Regions from separate parts of the Mus musculus genome. Here region 1 is linked to region 2. The links are chromatin contacts, called in public HiChIP or PLAC-seq maps. All regions are on one chromosome and are shown on one strand. The core of a region is the stretch at or near the end of the contact, and the rest is flanking DNA. Distances in the headings are between cores, read along the strand shown. Region 1 holds the start of Ybx2 (Y box protein 2). Region 2 holds the start of Kif1c (kinesin family member 1C).

The links. HiChIP or PLAC-seq counts read pairs in DNA pulled down with a chosen protein or histone mark.
Region 1: an HNF4G HiChIP or PLAC-seq map of pancreatic cancer cells shows a contact between it and region 2. The contact joins the promoter of Ybx2 here to the promoter of Kif1c in region 2. A contact is called at or near these places in 1 of 39 promoter capture datasets (cranial neural crest) and 1 of 115 datasets of contacts at active chromatin or transcription factors (pancreatic cancer cells).

What each region holds. Positions count from the first base shown.
Region 1 is chr11:69,933,649-69,940,896 of GRCm38.p6, reverse strand. Ybx2 (Y box protein 2) reads right to left here and starts at 4,998. Exons shown (of 9, transcript NM_016875.3): 1 at 4,649-4,998; 2 at 3,937-4,000; 3 at 2,522-2,555; 4 at 1,570-1,659; 5 at 739-1,023; 6 at 466-569; 7 at 130-307. The coding sequence starts at 4,922.
Region 2 is chr11:70,698,079-70,704,557 of GRCm38.p6, reverse strand. Kif1c (kinesin family member 1C) reads right to left here and starts at 4,010. Exons shown (of 23, transcript NM_153103.2): 1 at 3,849-4,010; 2 at 2,007-2,186; 3 at 1,653-1,786; 4 at 1,214-1,290; 5 at 680-859; 6 at 35-100. The coding sequence starts at 1,758. It overlaps Inca1 (inhibitor of CDK, cyclin A1 interacting protein 1), which reads left to right and starts at 4,403. Exons shown (of 7, transcript NM_001252484.1): 1 at 4,403-4,500.

The sequences.
Region 1 (7,248 bases), core at 3,749-6,248, 760 kb after region 2:
GGCTTGACTTGCCTGCATAGGGGTTTCCTGGTGAGTAATGCCAGCCAGGGGTGGGCCAGGGAGGATGCCAGAGGGACAGGGACAAGGAAAGTAGAGGTGCAAAAGGACAGAAAGTACCAAGACCCTCACCTCTGCGGCTATAGGCTGCCGGGGGCCAGGGGGCTGCTGCCGACGCCGCTGGAAGTAGGGACGGTTTCGTGGACGCTGGGGCTCAGGCCGGGAGCCATCAGTGGGGCCTTGGCTGGGCTTGGTCTCTCCATCCCCACCTTCTGTGGTAGGCTGTTGGGGTGGCCTGGGGCGGAAAGGCCTAGAAAGAGAAACAAGCTGACAGGATCAGAGAATTGGGCAGACTCCCTTCCCAGGATTCCTTGGTTTGTCCCCATCTGTTCCAGGCTCTAGAACTTTTGTCATTTCACACAGGCCCAACACTGGACCCTGAAGGGGAAGACAAAACAACAGTCTTACCTTCGGTACCTGGGCCGGAATCTGGGTGGGGGCACCCGTTCATCTCCCTGCTGTTGATCACCCTCCAATGGTGCTGTCTCCTTGGGTTCTACCCCATCAGAGCCCTGGGAATACACAAAGGCCTAGGTGGGCTGTGGAACGCCTGATGTCTTTGGAGCTTCCTTGCTCTTCGTTCTACTTCCTGTGAGGACCACAGTCTCTGCCCTCACAACTCCCCAACTTCTTTCCATAATGTAAGAGAACTAGCCTCCCCGGCTGCAACTCTCCTCTCACCTCTATGGGCTGTTGCTGGTTGGGGGGCCGAGGGCCTCGCACAAACCGCCTTCGATAGAAGAAGGGTGGTGGGCGCCGTCGTCTAGGTCGCTGCCCCGAGTCCTCTGCCCGCTCCCCTTCGCTGCCAGGTTCTGTCCCACCTGAGGGAGCCTCTGCCACCATAGGTGGTGGGGCAGCTGGGCGAGGCCGAGGAATGAACCTCCGGAACCTACGTCGATTAGGGGCATAGCGGCTGCCCTTCACTGGTACCCCCCCAGGCCCAGTGACATTAGCAGCTTCTGCACCCTGGGGAGGTAGAGGGGGAGCAATCAGAACCTGTTCTGACAACACACACACACACAGTACTTACAAACCTGCCAGATCACTGGTGTCCCACTTCTTCAGGCCCAAGTCCTCTACCCTATCACTCCTCAAAACCACTCCTCCTTTGTCCCCTCCCCCGAGGGGCAGCAGAAAGAGTTTGTACCCATCTGAGAAGAAACAACTTGTCCTTAGAAATAACTGCCACATTCCCCCCAGAGTGTAAAGACAGGACAGGATGAGATAGAGAGAGCCACTGTCCCTCCTTCATTCCAGAGGACTGACTGAGGGTCCTGTTAGGGCTGGGGTCCCGTGTAGAAAACAGACATGGAAGTGCTTGGTGAACTAAAGAGAAGAAACCCACATGTTACTGGCTGGTGACAGGGATGGGTTCTTTAGGACATGTCCTAGAGCAGCTCTAGCGTTCACAGGCAGAGGCAGAGCTGGTCCCAGGAGGGCCAGAGCTTCGGCTGACCTCCAGGCCACCCTCCCACAGTTCTGGCCAACTCCACCCCACAGCAGCACCCAAACCTTCTCTCCTTCCACGACATCAAACTCCACAGTCTCCCCATCTCCAACACTCCGCAGAAACTTCCTGGGGTTGTTTCTCTTAATAGCTGTCTGGTTGGGGGGAAAAGTCATGAGAAAGGTGAGGGCAGCAAAGCCAGGATCCCTTGGACCAGCTTCAGCCTCCACCCAACTCCACTCTTGGTGACATTTTATTGGAGTCTAGGGCTGGAGGGCAGAGCATGAAAATGGTCAAAGGGGGAGGGGGAGGGCCTGGAGCACAGCTCCACAAGACAGAGATATATTAGTAGGGCAAAGTCAAGAGCTAGAGGTCTGAGGGAGCCGCTATCCCCAAGATGTCCTTCCTCCCCACTGTACCCCTCAAGGACTTCAAGACATGGAGGCAGTAGGAACTCAGGAGCAAAACAGGCTGAAGAACATCTCAAGTTGCAAAGTGGGTGAAACGTGCTGTGCTTCTTACCTCGATCCCACCGAGCACTTCCACCACAGCAGTGGTTCTCAAACTAGCATCAGAATCACCTGGGAGCGGGTCAAAACTGAGTGCCCAGGCCCCGCCCCGCCCCGAGGCGGATTAATTCAGTGGCTTGGGGCGGGGCCTGAGGATTCAGGTGATGCTGCTGCTGGCCCACAGAACACACTGAGACTCACTGCACCCAAGTGTCTCTGGCCTTTCCCTCAGAAAATTGCCTGATTCCTTCCTGTGGTGTTAACAGGTCCCAGGAGGTGGTGGGCATGCCATGCCCTGAGGGCAGCACACACACCTCTGACAGCTGTTTAGCAACTCAATGAAAGTTGGGTTAATGGTGGTTCATACAGGCACCTGAGGCAGCTGGGAAGCCAGCTATAGGCAGGCTACTGTGAGGAGCCAGAGAAATACATTGTGTGCAGCTAGGGTTATGGCAAAGGCTTCCAGAGAGGGAGAAGCCTCCCCTCAGAAAGGCAGCCTAGCTCTTACCTGGTGAACAAAGACATCCTCCTTGGTGTCATTCCTGCAGAACAGGATGGGTTGTTAAGGGGGTGATGGGCAAGGCACTCAGTTCCACCGAGGCCTCCCTAGCTGCCCATCCCCAAGATGGGCCCAGCCTCTCCACTACCCCAGTTCCTGGGGGCATGATGGGACCCTGGGAGCAAGAACAGCAAGCCACCAGGGCTCTAAAAGCTGGTACAAAGAGAGGCCCACTGTAAATCCACAGTGAGGGGCGTGGACTTCCTAAGAAAAGGTAGGAGGTGGTGGTAAAGGCACCTTGAAGGAGCCAGGACAGCGTCACCTTCTACCCCAGAGGCACCTCAGAACCTGCTGGTGCCAGGTCCAACCGTCCCTGGCCAATGTCCCCTTCTCCCTCCAACCCCTGTTGGGGTTGGAAAATTCCACAGGCTCCTTCCTTCTATGTTCAAGGAGGGAGAAAGCAGGGACAGGGACAGGGGTATACAACTGTGAGAAGAGAACACGACATTAGGAGCATTCTGCAACCAGACACAAAGCCTTAGCCGCCCTTAGCCTAGAGAACCACAAGCTCTCCACACAAGCTGAACAAGGGCGAAAGGACATACTCTCAGTCTCTGTCACCACCTTGCCTATGACTCTGGTTTAGTCCCAGGACAGGGGAGAGGAGGACTCCTTGCAGGAAGCTGCCATCCCTAGAACAAATGTTCTAGTTTTAAAGAACTTGGATCTGCACAAAGGTCAGCCTGTAAAGAGGGAACTGAGGCTCCCAGGAGGGCTTGGCTGGGCAGGGTGCCTGAGCAGGGGAAGGCCAGAGTAGGGGGCGGGGGGTGGGGTGTGTGGGGGGGGTGCTGGCTCTACTAGGTCAGAATCTGCTCCAGCCTTTCCCAGAGCTTGGAAGGGGTGGGGCTGCAGCTGAAGCAAAGCCTTCTCAGCCTGGGCAGGCGCTCTCTTGCTCCGCACACACCAGCTTCAGTTCTATCCTTTAGGGGTGGGTGGTGCGTGGTTCAAATGAGCCACAGCTCTTTAAGGGATAGAAGTTGTGAGGGTGCCAGTAGTGTTGCCCTAAACCAGGAAATCAGTGAGGACTCCAACCAGGAGCCCCAAACATTCTACCCCAAAGGCACACAGCATGCTAAAAATAATGCAGCAACTCCAGAAGGTGAGACAGAAGAGCTGGGAAGGTCAGGGGCAGGTTTGCCAAGTTCCTGGATCATTAAGCCTCTGCTGCCCTTGAAGATGTGGGTGCAGCCTCTCCTTGCCAGTAAGCATACATTTGTGTTGTGGTTAAAGACTTTCAACTAGCCTCAGCTGGACATCACAACCATGTGCCTTGGCAGGGGTAGAGATGAAATAAGGTGTCCAATCCCACAGGTCAGTTCGGAAAAAGACACCCGTTCCTCCCCCTCCCTGGGTTCCTCGGATACCTGTTGATGAATCCGTAACCATTCCGGACGTTGAACCATTTGACTGTGCCCAGGACTTGGATTGCTGCCAGGCAGAGATGCAGTGGGGATAGTAAGATGGGGGAAGAGACGGGAGTTGGGCTGAGTTTTGAGAGAAAACTAAGCTAAAACCTAACCTGCCTCCCTAATAAGCTGCGAGTCAACCAGACTTCGCTGGAAGTGTCAAAGTACTCTTAACCCTCTTTCTAAGTGGAAAAACACACAGGGGGGTTTCAGGCTCTCAAACCCACGTTCCTCACATCCTACGGAGTTCAGGTCTTTCACCTAGAACCGGGTACTCACCTGGTCCACCCTCAGGGTCAAAACTCAACAGCCGTTCTAGCCCTCCTAAATTTAAGAGACCCCATCCACCTGCCTCCCAAGCTCAGAGGTTTACCTAACAAGAACCGGAGTCAACTACACCAAGTATCCCGCAAACAGGGGTGTGGCCAGACCCGGAGGTTTTTATTTTCCTACCCAAAGCCTTAGCTGAACCTGCCTGCCCCGCCCTCCGGCTCATGAAGGTGCGGCAAGATTTCCCTCCAGCGGAATCCACTAATAGTTTATTCGGCAGCTCCGGGACTAGTTATGATTAGTCCTTCGGGCCAGGCCTACCTTCGGCTTTCCAGACCCCGCTGCCCCTCCCCCAGCCCGCCGACCCTGAGAGCCGCCCTAGCGCGTGCCCCCCCCTCACCCAGCACCGGCTTGTCCGCCTGACTCCGGGCCGGGGGCGCGGGAGTCCCCGAGGCCGCCGTCGCCTGGTTGCCAGGGGTGCGAGGGCCGGGCGCTGAGGGGGTCCCAGCAGCGGGGCCAGAGGCGGCTCCGCCCCCGCCGCCCGCCCCGCCGCCTGCTTTCTGCGGCTCTCCCGCGGGCACCGGTACCACCACCGCTACCACCCCCGCCGCCGTCGCGGGCACCGTCGCCGCGGGGGCCGCTGTCGCCACCACTGACGCCTCCGCCTCGCTCATCCCGCCGGGTCCAGTACCGGCCCCCGCCGCCACCGCCTCCTCCGCCGCTGCCACCACCACCACCCCGGCCCCTCCCCCCGGCTCGCGGACCGGCCACCCGGCTCGGTCCTCGCGCCCCGAGCCTCGCCCGCACGCCTGCCGCGGGCCCTGAGCCGAGGCCAATCGCAGTCGGCTGAAGCGGCGCGCTCAGGTCCCGCCTCCCGGCCGCCGGCCAATCGTAGCCGCGCAGCCCCCCAGGCCCGCACGCCAGCCCCGCCTCCCGGACTCCGCTCTAAAGCTGCGGCCCCCTCCCGCAACTCCGTAAGTACACCTGAGCCCCACCTCCCCGCCGCCACGTGATGCCCTCGGCCCAGCCCATTGGCTAATGGCTCATTTCCCCTCCCCCTCCGCCCCTTTCCACCGGCCGCGGGAAATCAAACCGGCTGGTGGCGCCTCAACGGCCACCTGGTTTCTGTGCGCAAGGCGGGGCCGGGGCGAGCCTCCAAGGTTGCCCCTGACGACCCGGGTGGGGGTAGCGGCCGGCAGCCGCGGTTCTGCAGTGAGGGGGGCCCGCTGACCTCCACTCTTCAGACGGTCGGTGCCCGAACTCTCCACCCACTACCGCCCTGGGTACCTTCCCACACAGAACGTCCACGCACACTCCAGGGCAGGCACAGTGGCTGTCACAAGCAGAAACCTCTCGTTTTTATGTTTTGAAACAAGGTCTGTGTAGCACAGCCTGGCCTTGAGCTCCTGATCCTCTTGCTTTCGCCTCCCCAGTGCAGCCTTACTGAGTTCGAAGTCAGCTTGGATCATATAGTGAGTTCCAGGACAGTTTGGGCTACACTGAGAGGCAATGTCTCAAGAAATGAGAAAAAAAGAAACAAAGCAACATTTACAGATTTAGAACAAAGCGCAGCTCTTTTCTTAGTTTTAATAAAATATCCATACATGTAGCCAACACCCTAAGATACCTTCTTTATAGGTTATGTATGGTAGATAGCACCTGTAATTCCAGCACTCTGAAAGCCAAGGAAGGAAGATTCACTAGTTGAGGCCAGGTAGAGCTCATGTGTTAAACAAACTAAAGTTCGTTATTTTTGCTCCAGGAAAGTCCTTTTAAGCCTTCTCTGGCCTCCTGACCCTCTTGCCGCAGTTCTGGTGTCTCCCATCAAGTACTTCAGATTTTCTTAGGTTCAGGATTGCAGGACCAGCTTTGTATAAGCTGTTTGCTTAAAACTTGCTATCTTTGCGTCTCGTGGCCGGGGGTGGGAGGAGTGTCTCTTCAAGTATCAACTAACCTATCTTATCGTGACTTTTTAAAAAATATGAAATGGTTTTGACCCTTTATTTCCTTTAATGTTCTGAACACACATTAGGCAGTAAACGCCACAGCAGTAACTCTTTTGTCTCAGCACCTGGAACAACGCATCACCGATCAGAATAAGTGTTGGTTCCCAATCTGCAGACGGCTCTAAGTCACTCTTTCCGAGGGCCGCCTCCTTCACATGAGAGGACATGGGCGACACTAAACAGAGATCATATTTATCCCACTGGGAGTAGCACGAGTGAGCCGCTGAGTTTGTCCGCGCTCCCCAAGTGAGCTCTGGCGGTGCCCGCTACGCGGATAGCCCCGTATGATCTCTCTCCCTGTCCCAGCGCGCCCTCTGCTGGCCTCTCCTGGGGTCCACCTAGTCATAATTTCAACAGCAAACTTGCCCACCGCACCCCTCTGGTCCTTTAAGAGCTGAGGATTGGAATTTTTAGGGCATCAGGCAGAGTGAATACAAAAAGAGAAGAGACAAGAAAAGAACCAAGTCTCCAGGGAGGCAGTAGGTGCGCAGAAATGACCGCTTCCTTATACTGTTAAAGCTTCTAACTCTAACCCTGACCCCGAAAAGAGAGAGATCCTAGTTGAGGAAAGCAATCTCACTGCTGTAACAGAAGACTCAGAAAGGTGTCAAAGGTACGGAGGAGTTCAGATGTGGGCTGAATAATGAGTGGGAGAACGAGAGGAAGCCCACAAGCGGAGGTGAGCCCTTTTTGTATTAAGATTAAGAAACTGGGGGCTGGTGAGATGGCTCAGTGGGTAGGAGCACTGACTGCTCTTCCAAAGGTCCTGAGTTCATATCCCAGCAACCACATGGTGGCTCACAACCACCCATAAAACCACCCATAATGAGATCTGACGCCCTCTTCTGGTGTGTCTGAAGACAGCTACAGTGTACTTATGTATAATAATAAATAAGTCTGCCGGGCAGTGGTGCGCGCGCCTTTAATTCCAGCCCTTGGGAAGCAGAGGCAGGCGGATTTCTGAGTTCGAGGCCAGAACTCAGAAATCCGCCTG
Region 2 (6,479 bases), core at 2,761-5,260:
CTTCCTGCCTGCCTGCACCCAGGCTGGGGCTTACCTCTACTGAATAGGAAAGCTGGGCACTCTGGTTCACATTGACTCGAGAGAAGAGGTCCTCACAGAGCTGGAAGGGGCCACAGAAAAGCTCCTGGTCAGGGCATACCCGAAGCTCCCAGCCCTAGGCCAGGCCTTGTCCCAAATGACCCCTTTCCACAGCCCCAAGGGAATGGTCAGTTCCATTTTATAGATAGGAAAACAATCTCTAAAATTTCACATATGCCTAAGAGTCACGAGCTGGTATTCATCACACTAGGATGCAAACCCACATATCCTATACTGTTGTCTATGTGCAAGGCCACTACAGTGCATAGCCACAGAGAATTATGGACAACTCTCAGTTATTCACAGCTACAATTGGCACCATCTGCAATACAGAAGTCCATAGGGAACATACTAAAAACAGTATACATCAAAGTAAAACAAAAGCCACAGCTCCTCCAGTGTTAACGCCTTGGCTCTTCTCATGGAGCCTTGCTGTCCTGGTGGGTGCAAAGCCTCTCTCCCAAAAGGGCCTTGGGTATTAGGTTGCAGCCAAGCCTTATATCTATCTCATTTCCAGTCACAAACAGCCCCAGATAGCCTTCTTCTCTGTGGCAACTGACGACGTTCCTCCCTGGCTGCCCAGTTAGGACCCAGCATGTACCTGAGGCACAATGCCCTGCTGCCCCGGCTCCTGCCGCCCCATCATGGTGTAGGACTTCCCAGCCCCCGTCTGCCCGTAGGCAAAGATGCACACATTGTAGCCTTCAAAGGCATGGAGTAGCATCTCTTCTCCTATGTCTCGGTACACCTGCTGCTGAGATGCAAACTGCGGATCCTCCACCTAGGTGGAAGGAGGGCAGAGAAAAGACAGCAGGAGCCCTGGATTAGTTTGTGTATATGACCAAAACATCCTGACGGCTCTGACTGCCCAAAGGTCTGATGTGCCCTCACCCTGACTACACCATTCTTATCAGAACCAACCCTCTGATCCGGCCCAATGCTGGTCTTGATTACCTGGGCAGACTCAATGATCCCCCTCTAGGTTCTAAACACAACTCAAGAGTACACACTGCACCCAGAGGTACTTCTCCTCCCAATCCAGTCATATTTCCCAGCAGTACCCCCACTTCTCAGGACCCAAACCCCCTGTCTCCTAGGGCTAACTAAGCTCTTTCTCTAGCCCCAATCACCTCACCGAAGTATGCGACCAGTAAGAATAGTCGAAGGTGAAGCTTTTGGGGGCATCCTTGCTCTGTTTGGGATTAATGATGGCTGCGAATACAAAGAAAGAAAAGCCACAGTCAAGCACTCTCAACCTTTGCCCATTTTCCCATAAGCCCTGAGGATTCAGGATCCCACTCCCCACCTCTGTCCTAACTCATTTCTTCCCTTTAATAATCCCCACCCCCTCCAGCCACCAAAGCTAATTTTGGCTTCACAGGACCCGCCCCCACTGAGCTGCCTCCCTGGATTGGGCAACGGAGGGCTGCTGGCCAACATTCCCCCTCCCCGGGACAGGAACATGGAAAGGCCAGCCTTCCCCCCCCCCCCCCCCAGCTAGCACATGCTCTGTGCCCAGCATAGAGGCCTGGCCTCCCCTCTGATGTCCCAGCTAGGCCTCTGGATTCACTCACAGGTGGTGTTGCCCTGCATGCTGACCACACACTTGGCATCCTGGCTGGTCTCACGGGCATTAAAGGGCCGAACCCTCACTGCAACTTTCACGGAGGCTCCAGCCATAGCTTCCAGGATCTCCTGCCCTCCTCAGCTGGAGGACAGAAAACAAGGGGGTGGTCAAAGCCCCTGGGAAAACTCGACACTGCCTCCTGCTTCTGGAATCCATGTCTCCATCCCAGCTAGGGTACCCAGCCCCTCAGCTGCTGCTCTGCTGGCCTTCCTCCCAAATGTCATTCCCAAAAACAGTCCTGCCTCTCTCTCCCCAACCAGATCCCAGTTTGCAGGGACTTGGGCCATCACCCCAGAGTTACCTGGTGTCCTGGCCCCAGATCAGCGGGGCTGTATCAGTTCTGGCTGCCACCGGCCCGCGTATGGGGAGCCCCATCCTACACTTGGGGCCTGGCCACACCAGCAGGGCTGTAAGGGAAACCCTGATTGTGGGGGAAGAGTAGTCAGGAGGCACCTGTAGCTCCAAAGGTCTGTCTGGGGTTCTGTGTTTAGAGGGCAAGGGAGAGGGATGTGTTAGGAAAGCTAAGGATAAGCTGCCCCTCTGGAGTGGCTGAACGCAATGTGAATCCAAGGGCAGAGACAGTGATATTTTTATTCCTAGTCACTTGCAAGTGTACTGAGCATTCAGTTAGAGGAGAGAGAGAGAGAATGAAACACAGATTGGACAGAGGGTGATTCAGTGTGAAGAACACATGGGCAGAGATGCTGAGGGTGGCAGGAAGGGAAGAGGAGGGACAGAAAGTTACAGACACCAAGAAAGTGAGAGGAATCAGACAAGAGACAAGATTGAGGTCAGGCTATAAAAATAAAGAATGACAGAAGAAAAGGAAAGAGAGACTCAGAGATATTGAGAAGACAGAGAGTGAGGGCTCTGGGGCCAAAGCACAAACTGGAAACCCAGAAGACAGACAGGTAAGAGGAGACAAAAAAACCCAGTCATAAAACTGGAATCTGTAATTCTTCTCCAGGGTCGGCAATTCTCACATAGAGCTGACAACCCCCACACGAGGCAGGGCCACTACTGATTGGCAAAGTCCAAGGGCTAGTGGAACAGCCTGTAACAAGGACTCACAGGGCCTGCTGGTGATCCCCAAACCCCTTGCCCAGCCCCCAGTACTTCCTCCTCAGGATCCAGGACAATGGGCAGGGGAGGGTGGGGTCATCCTGTATGCATAATATCAACACCCCCCCCAGGACTCCTCGCAGGGAGACCCAGAATACCTGTATCTTCAGGGGGGGGGCTACACCCAAGGAGGGGGGCTTCATGAAAGGAAAGCCAAGGGAAAAGGAAACAGGTTGGTCCTAACCCAACCTGGGGCTAGTGCTATGGCGTCCACTAGCCTGGGGAAAGTGCCAGGCTGCAGCCTAGGAATGTGGGTGATCCGGGTGCCCACACCCTAGGAGGAGAGTCTAAGCAGCCCACGCCCACGGATAGCAGGGTGAAGACTTCAAAAAGAAAAAGAAAAAAAGAAAGAGATCAACGATGCTGCACTCCCACCTGTAGCCCCCAAAGACCGCCAATTTCTGTCATGCTATTTGGGCCTCACCTCCCCAGCCTTCCTAGGCAGAGCAGGGGAGGAGTGAAGGGGCTGGTTTATCCCACCACAGGAAGGGAGTAGCCGAAATCACAGAGACTGGCTCAGGAAGACTAGTCCTGACCCCCAAAACCCTAACTAGGGGAGGGAAGGGCACCAGGGTGGACAGGCAATATGACTCGTCCGAAGCTAAGAAAACAAGGAATTGGGTGGCAAGAATAGGGTACAGCGGGGTAAAGATATAGGGAGTAGGTGCAGGGTCTGCAGGTCCTGCTTTAAAGGCGCACTGGGGAGGAGGCTAGGTGGGGCAGACCGACTCCAAAGGGGGTCTCGGGTCACCTGCACCTTGCCCACTGGCAGGTCTCCAACAAGCCCCCGCCTGTCCTCTCTGGGCGGCCATGAGTTCCTGGTCCTCCAGTCCAGCCAACCGACGGCTGCCCGGGGCCTGGCACCTCTCTGCGCCTCCGCGGGATAAATAGCACATGATCCGAGCTCTCGCGCCTAGCCCGCTTGGCCGGGTCGTGCAATCGGGACCTCGGAACTCCGGCTCCCCGCCCCACAGCGCATTCCTCCGCGGGCGTCCCCTCCCTGCCCCCCACCGGCTCTCACCTCGTCGCGGCAGGACTCCCCGGCGGAGAGCAAAGGGACAAACTTTCTGGGATGCCTAAGACCGGCGAGGGAGAGACCGGGGGCCAGTTCGGGGCTGCCCCCGCCCCTCGCCGGGTCCCCGGGCGGCGGGCGGCGGATCGCGCCCCGGGGGCGGCAGCAGAAGCGGCGCCAGCGGCCGGCGCCCGCCCGGGCAGCGCGAGCTGGGGCGGGAGCGAGGGGCGGGGGACGGACGGACGGGCGCGCGCGCGGACGGGCGAGCGGGCACGCGCTGTCCCGGGAAGGAGCCACCCGGGTCACTCTAGTTAAAGGGGCAGTGCACTCTGACAGTAGGGCTCGCCGGGCAGAGACAGGGAAACTGAGTTGCGGACACTAAGGGAAAGCAAATCACCAGAACGTGGGAAAACTAGCGCTCCTGAGGAGTCGGGAAAGGCGAGGTCGGACGCAGGAGGGGACTTAGGCCGGAGCCGCGCACGTCGTCGCCGTCAGAGGCGCGCCTAGGGGGCGGGGCTTAATGGCAGACCACGCCCAGGAGGCGGTCCCCCTCAGGCCCGGCCTTCAGGCGAGCCAGGCAAGTGGGGCGACCGGGCTCACTACGGAGCTGCTCCTTCCTGCCCGACCTGAGGTTCCAGAACTCGCTTCGCAGTTGCCTCAGGTGATGGGGCCAAATGCAGAGACGTCGCCGACATAGCCGCACGGACGCTCTCTTCTCAGATAGCCTTCTGGTTTGACTCCCGGACCGCCGCCTCAGCCCGTCAGCCCCAGTCAGCCCCAGTCAGCCCCTCAGGCTCAGGTGGCCTCTTAGGCCGCTGTTGCCTTCTCAGGGCCGGTGAAGGAGACCCCTGCCTGTCCAGCCTGGTTTGCCCATGTCCCTAAGCTCACCACCCCAGTTTTGCCTTCCTGCCTATTACCAAAGATTTGGCTATAGACCCCAGTCTTCCTGCCAGAGGTCGCCTTGGCCCCTTTAGACCTAGTTCTCCACCCCCCCACCCCCCACCCCCCCCCCCAGTAAGGCTACCCCAACACCAGGCTCCTCAGCCAGGGCGACACCTTTCAGATGCCCATCCACCCTCTTAGTTGTATCTTGCTGCCAAGGTCTTGACTATCCCCTGGTCAACTATCCATTCCGTCTGGCTGCCTTAAACCCCTTAGATCTAGGTCACCCACTCAGGCACAGCCATCCAAATTCCTCATTGCTCCTTTAGTTCTAGACCCCCTACGAATTCAGGATATCCATTTTTTAGATCTCACACTAAACAGCCCAACTCTCGACCATCTGCCACTTCAAGATACTCCTTTTGCTTTTAATCTTCCTCAACATTTCTCAGCTCAGTTTAGCTGCCCTTGATTTTGTTTTGTGATGGACTGGGTCTCTCTTTGTAACCCCTACCCCCAGGCTAGCCTTAAACACTCAACCCTGTGTTAGCTGCCTGAATGCTGGGGTCACAGGATTGCAAAACTATGCCTGGCTCACTCTTTGGATAACCTTTGCTTGTAACATTTTCTGATTTTGTCCTTTATGCCAGCCAACATGCACTCCTAACTTACCAGGCAGTTTATTGTTTAGGGTCCCAGGGCCTTGGGCATGTCGGCAAGCTCTCTGCCACTTAACTGCAGTCATATTGCTTCCCCAGCTTTTTTTTTTGTTGTTTCATTTTGGACAGAAATCTTGTTTTAAACCAGTCTGGAGTCAAAACTCAAAGATTAAGTCTCCTGAGCCTTTGGGATTACAAGTCTGTATATCACTCCTGGCTTTTACCTAGTATTTGTTCATTTATTTAATTTTATTTTTCTGGACTTCTCTAGAATTCTTTAAAAATAATTAAGTATTTTTGTGTTTCATGTGTGCATATGTGTAGAGATCAGATCCAGAGATTGAATTTAAGTCATCAGGATGGGGCAACAAGCAATTTTATCCATTTGTCCATCTAGTATATACTTTTTAAGATTTTATTTTTAAGCTGGGCAGTGGTGGCATATGCCTTTAATCTCAGCACTTGGGAGGTAGAGGCAGGCAGATCTCTGTGAGTTTGAGGACAGCCTGATCTCAGAGCCAGTTCCAGGTCAGACAGGGATACACAGAGAAATGCTGTCTCAAAAAGAGAAAAAAAAATAGTCTTAATTAATTACATATGTGCTCATATTTGTGCATGTGGGTGTATGCCGGTATGGGTGCCTGTGGAGGTCAGAAGAGGGTATCAAATCCTCTAGAGGGGAGTTAGGAGTTACACGTGTAAGCCATCTGACATGGATGCTGGGAACCTAACTCAGGTCTTCTCCAAGAGCAGCAAGCACTCTTAACCACTGAGCCATCTCTCCAGCTCTCATAGCTAACATTTTTAATATTAATACAATTATACACCCCTGTCTTTCTCCATATCTAGTATTTTTTTAAGATTTATTTATTACTATATGTAAGTACACTGTAGCTATCTTCAGACACACCAGAAGAGGGCGGCAGATCTCATTACAGGTGGTTGTGAGTCACCATTTGGTTGCTGGGATTTGAACTCAAGACCTTCAGAAGAACAGTCAGTGCTCTTAACCGCTGAGCCATCTCTCCAGCCCCCATATTTAGTATTCTTAACCAGCTAGCTTCCTACCCATCTTGGCTAGCTGTGAAGTCATCTTTGC